Regions from separate parts of the Mus musculus genome. Here region 2 is linked to region 1. A link is a contact called in public Hi-C data. All regions are on one chromosome and are shown on one strand. The core of a region is the stretch at or near the end of the contact, and the rest is flanking DNA. Distances in the headings are between cores, read along the strand shown. Region 1 has its middle 62 kb from the start of Gm42208. Region 2 overlaps Anxa5 (annexin A5).

Evidence for each region. A called contact is a pair of places that touch in the nucleus more often than the background predicts.
Region 2: a Hi-C map of the 63-12 cell line shows a contact between it and region 1, with 3 times the contacts expected there. The contact joins two enhancer-like sites. A contact is called at or near these places in 1 of 39 promoter capture datasets (hippocampal neurons), 2 of 15 datasets of contacts at CTCF or cohesin (large pre-B cells and pro-B cells), 45 of 484 Hi-C or Micro-C datasets (3T3-L1-derived adipocytes, the 63-12 cell line, the C2C12 cell line and 24 more) and 5 of 115 datasets of contacts at active chromatin or transcription factors (the 230-238 cell line, acute myeloid leukemia and embryonic stem cells).

Annotation. Positions count from the first base shown.
Region 1 is chr3:36,339,555-36,342,313 of GRCm38.p6, forward strand. No RefSeq gene overlaps it. Among named protein-coding and RNA genes, the nearest start is that of Gm42208, 62 kb to the left of the region's middle. Within about 2 kb of position 1,412, at least 39 of the 459 cell types and tissues checked have an H3K27ac peak or open chromatin away from gene starts, as enhancers often do. A contact at or near this core is called in the 63-12 cell line, the C2C12 cell line, the HL-1 cell line and 2 more, where this site is marked.
Region 2 is chr3:36,448,144-36,450,902 of GRCm38.p6, forward strand. It overlaps Anxa5 (annexin A5), which reads right to left. Exons shown (of 13, transcript NM_009673.2): 11 at 2,495-2,553; 12 at 2,169-2,291; 13 at 780-1,263. The coding sequence ends at 1,201. Among named protein-coding and RNA genes, the nearest start is that of Mir7009, 26 kb to the right of the region's middle. Within about 2 kb of position 1,433, at least 126 of the 459 cell types and tissues checked have an H3K27ac peak or open chromatin away from gene starts, as enhancers often do. A contact at or near this core is called in the 63-12 cell line, the C2C12 cell line, the HL-1 cell line and 2 more, where this site is marked.

The sequences.
Region 1 (2,759 bases), core at 162-2,661:
ATTACTACCTGCTTGCCCTACAGAGTTGTGTGAGGATTAAACAAAGTGATAAAGAGTCGCTCAACAAATATTTCCTTAAGAAAACTAAAACAGCCCATCCTCGGTTTCCAGCTTCTAATGGTTGACACTCGAGTCTCCACGTTTTGCCCACCCTTGCCCACTGGCCACTATTCTTCATTAGCTGTGAGGTCTCTCCTTCACTTATTTCACATAAATAAAAGACTCATAAGTTTTTAAGGCAACTTTCTCCTTAAAATGTTGCAACAGCACTCCATCTCCATGAGCTGTCGTCACGCACTCTATCAAACCATGAGATGAATACAGCACCCACCCCATATGTGGAGATTCCTGCTGTGAAACCACATAGAGCTGATTTATAGATTGTTTATGACCATACACAGGTACCTAAGGTCACATTTTTCTTTTAATTAAAACTTTATTGTAAATAACTTACAAATTAAAAAAAAATCACAGATTAGTCAGACCCAAAGACTATATATCTTGTTTGAACTTTTATACAGTTAAAATAGTCATTTTGAAGTTACAGAGTTTCACTTTTACTATCAATTATATTTTTATGCACTTACCCTGTCCTAGTTTGCTTTTTGTTGCTATGACAAATGCCATTCTCCACAACAATTTGAGGAAGAAAGGAATCACCTGGCTTTTGAGTTTCCAAGGCCTGTACCATGAAGGAAGTACACAAAGTCATTTGCCAAGGGGCATCTGTCTCCAAAACATGTGTGTGTGTGTGTGTGTGTGTGTGTGTGTGTGTGTGTGTTGTATACAAAACAACCTAAACAACCAAGCAAGCAAATAAACAACAATAAAACCTGTTTCAGCCACCATTGTTTATCACACACCACCCTAAACCTTAGCTACAGAACATACCAATAACTACAGAACGTTAAAGAACAACACACTGCCTCATCTGAATGAGAGCTAGGCCATCCCAAGAGTGAGTGGCTAGGTGAAGGTGAAGGTGAAGGTGAAGGTGAAGGTGAAGGTGAAGGTGAAGGTGAAGGTGAAGGTGAAGGTGTTGGCCAGTTAAGATATCCTAAAGGCTATTCCCTCCCATACTCTACCTGGACTGAAGAGACACTAAGAGGAATGGTGTGCAGGAGTTTGAAGCTGTAGGTAATATAGCCCTATAATTTCATAACAAGAGCTTAGTGGGATGTTCTGGCTGGTGTTCCGACCAGAATGTCAGTAGAAATATGGACAGCCGAAGCCAGGCTCGTGAGATTGGGGAGGGGCACTCACTGTGAGTTGAATGAGAGGCATTAATGCTACATTCTGGCAATGAATCTGGCTGTGTTTTCCGCCTATTTTTCTGAAAAATTGTTTAAGGCTGAATTCAAAGGAATGGACTAAGTTGGTTGGTGGAGGACATTTCAAAACAGCTAAACATCCAGGCTGTGACATAACCATTGCTCACCACTCTCTGATTCACAATATGGGGGCTGGTGAGAGGCTGAGCAGGAAAAGGAACTGGCTGCCTGCCAAGCCTGTGGACTTGAGTTTATGCTCCAGAGCCCACACGGTTCTAGGAAAGAGAGAACTGACTCCCACAAATTATGCTCTAACCCTCCCCCACAAACATGTCATGCACACACACGTGAAAATCACACATGTGGGCAAAGAGCACAATGTAGTAAGAAGTGTGGACAGAGTCGCTGTTATCACTGAAGAGACCTGCTCTTCGAGAGCAGCATCTACACACTGAGAAAAGCTCTTGCAGGGTAAGACTTCGCATATCTAGAACCTCAGCTTGTAAAAATGCAAATTCGTTTGAAAAAAAGAATGCCTGAACCAAGTCCTCAGGGCATCCTGCCCAAGTGAAACCACTTAGAAATGTTCTCTCCCTGGGCACAACAGAGCAGGTGCCCTGAAACTACTGAAGACCAGTGGTGGAAGGAAGGAAGGCAAACTACATTGCCCAACCACCTCCAGTAGGATGTGTGTGACAAGTTCCACAGACTGAGGCGGTTGATCTCGAAAGGGGGAGGCCTCCTGGAACCTCGCTGGAGAAAAATTATTGCGCCGTAGTTCTCATGGCAATCTATCTGTTTTGTTTTCTCCTATGCCTTTCCTTATTTACATGTTCCTGGTAGCCTAGGGCAATAATGGGTAAGAAACCATCTCTTGAGATGGGGTCACTAACATGGCCTTAGCCCCGGGGAAACCAATGCTTTACTTTTTAAATCATTTACAACACTATAATGATAGATAAAAAAAAAACTTTACCAACAATACAATTTCATATGGCTGCACGTGTGTCATCGGAGGTGGGTTTTGGTATGTGGTAAAGAAAGCCTTAATTAGAAAGAATTAAAATAGTTTAAATTTATGTGCTGAAGATTTATAGAAAATCAGGCATTAGCTGTTAAATAATAGCTGACCATATGGGGCTGGAGAGGTAGCTCAGCGGTTAAGAGCACTGACCATAAAGATCTATTAACCTGCTTGGAAATATGCCACTAGCCCCACTAAATTCATCCTTTTGGAATTGTTATGTTTTGATGATTTATATTAATAATGATGTTACCTGTTCTGTTTGTGATTCACTGAACACATAGTTTCAGAGTTGTAATGCTTAGAAGATTTTTGTGCTTTACTGTGCCAAATGATTTTTGTTGGTATTTGTGATTGTTTCGCTGGATACAGATTCTAAGAGATGTAATGTCTAGTTTTTTAATATATAAAATCCCTTGCTTGAGAGCTGCAAAATACACTCAGATTCAAAGTGTGTCTGTGTT
Region 2 (2,759 bases), core at 183-2,682, 110 kb after region 1:
AAAAAAGTAGCCGTGAGTATATAGCATATGTACAAATGTCAAGGTAACTCCACTTCAAGGCACCCAAAGGTGGGAAACAGGAAGGCAAGGCTGAAGAAATGGCTTCCTAAAGAGTACTGTCTGTGTTATCTGTGATGAGACAGACGTGTGGTGCCTGAGCACAGGTAACCAGCCTCGTGGCAGAACATGGATTAGAATAAATGGGTTATCTTAGGTTATGAGCCATTAGGTTATTTCTGGGACTATGGGACTGGAGGAAGAAACTTCTACAATTATCTCAAGGAGGAGGAGGAGAAGGTAAAGAGCAGAGTTACAAGCAAACTCGAACACACTGAAATTTTAGGTTGTGCAAAATTTACTCTTTCTGCTGCTAGTAGAAGCTCCATAGTATTGTCCTAGCTGGTGAGGAAATAAATCTCTTCTCTTCACCTCCCCTCCTCCCACCAGGGGACCCTCCCCTCCCCAGCTTTCATCCCACCAGGAAACTGTTTTACACACACACACACACACACACACACACACACAGAGGAACACATGCACCTCCACCCCACCCCACCCCCTTCCTCCATCCACACCCTACCCCCACCTCCCATCCCCCACCCCCCATTCTCTCTCCATCCTTTACCTCACCGCATTAGGAAGTTCAGTCTGCGATACTGCATGTTTTAGTACCCCAAGACCAACTATAGTTTTAGCTTTAACTAATACTACTGTCAAGTGCCTGCTTTCAAAGGGATATCATTGTTAAATAAGCTTTCTAAACACAAACCTACACAGGATTTGGAGGGAAGGGAATGTTTTTATTTGTCGCCAATGTTTTGGATACTACCATCATAATTTTGCAGGTCTGCTAGAGCAGTAAGCTTGATTGACAGCATTTCCAAGAGTTCACAATTTCACCGCTAAGGTTCCAATCAAGATAATAGGGTTATTAACTTAATATAAATGAAGCTTTAAAAAAGGATATAAAAAGCAATTCATAGACAATATTAATAACTCAGACATTGGACTGAGAGATATGGGAAGGTCACTACCTACTGTAGACAGAACATCAGAAGGGCGGGACACTGCTTTCATCTAAGACACCTTTGGTCATTAGCATACTAGTGTAAGGCAGCGCGGCAGGCACAGAATGCAAGCAAGTGTGGTGCTGAGGAAAGCTGATGGTGGGCAGCAGGCACAGGGCGCTCCAGGCGGCTCTCAGTCATCCTCGCCCCCGCAGAGCAGCAGCAGGGCCTTCTTATAGTCTCCAGATGTGTCGCCCTGGAACCCAAACACACTCTGTCAACTCCATGACTCACAAAAGCCACAGGAAATAAAAAGATGAGGAAATGGCTGAGGGTGACTATCGTTCCTGTGACTTTTCTCCCCACTGGGCAACTTCTCTGCATGACTCTCACAACAGGAATGTTACACAGGGAAATTCCTACCAATACCGCTCAGTTTAACTTTCTAATTTTACCCCTCGAGGGCTGTTCTCTTAATGGAGTGGACTGTGTTCTTCCATGGAGAAGCAGAGAAGCCGTTCCAAGTATGTTAAATCATCATGCCTTCAAACAGACGCCCAGTTTCTCTCGGGTAACAAAGGCATGCAGGGCCTCTCAGGGGCTGTGGCTTTGCCTCGGACATGGGCATAGGGCATGCCTTCCTTGGGCTCCCCTCATGCCGCTTATGTGTGAAATGCTAGTGTCTTAAGTGCACAGACTCGCTGGCAACCCTCAACCCAAGCTCCACACACCACACACATTAAATCCAACGCTTTTGCTCAACTGAAACCTCTCTCTACACGTGGTCCACAAGGAAAGATGTCAAGAGACTTCCTTTCAGCCACACTTCAAGGTCACAGGGGTCTCTTGCTGCAGCTATGACCTGACACCAGGGGCACAGTGACCACAGACAAGGAAGAAAGAAACACTGACGAGAGGGAGGAGCTAACAAAGGCAGCTGATACTGATGGATACACAAGCACACATTCTAAAAACGGACAAAGCCTTGGGTCGGTTGAGCCTTGGCCGGGGCTGTAACCCAGCTCCCCCTTTATCCTTCTTTAGAACCCCTCTAATCCTATGACTAATATTTTAACTTAGCACGGGAACTGGATTCTTCCATCCATTTCCTTCATGCTGCCCGATCTGGCTCTGTGTTTCTAATGTAAACCAAAGTTCTACCTTGATCATAGAATACAGGGAGGTGGCGAAGTTCTTCCTAAACTCCTTCCTTATGTTAAACAGGTCAATCTCACTCCTCGACACCACGACTCTGATGAGGGTGTGATCGTCCGTCCCAGCACCCTTTAAAGGAGAAAAGAGTGCAGGTGTTAAAAGTCTTCACATACAGCACCAAATGCCCCTGGTTTGAGGTAAATCATTGAAGTCTGGTAACGTAGAAGAAACAGGCTACACATCGGAAAGAGACATGCATCCCCAGGCTGTCACATGAAGCATAGTCAGAGCTAGAGAAGGCTGCATTTATTAGATGCAGGGTGTCTACTCACCTTCATGGCATAGTAGAGGGTCTCTGCAAGGTAGGCAGGTATGCTCCGAATAGACTTCACTAAGAAAACACATAGTACAACTGTCAAAAGCTATTCGGACATGAAGAATGATGTAATCAAAATGCAAACACTGTCTCCTGTTCTTAGCTCTGCTTCTAAGTGTAAAAGTGAGGTGCCCTGCAGAGGGGCATCTGCAAGCTGCTGGGGTTCCCTCCGCAGCTGTCTTCTGACTCTCTAGCTTGGCTCTCTTCAGAGGACTGTGCGG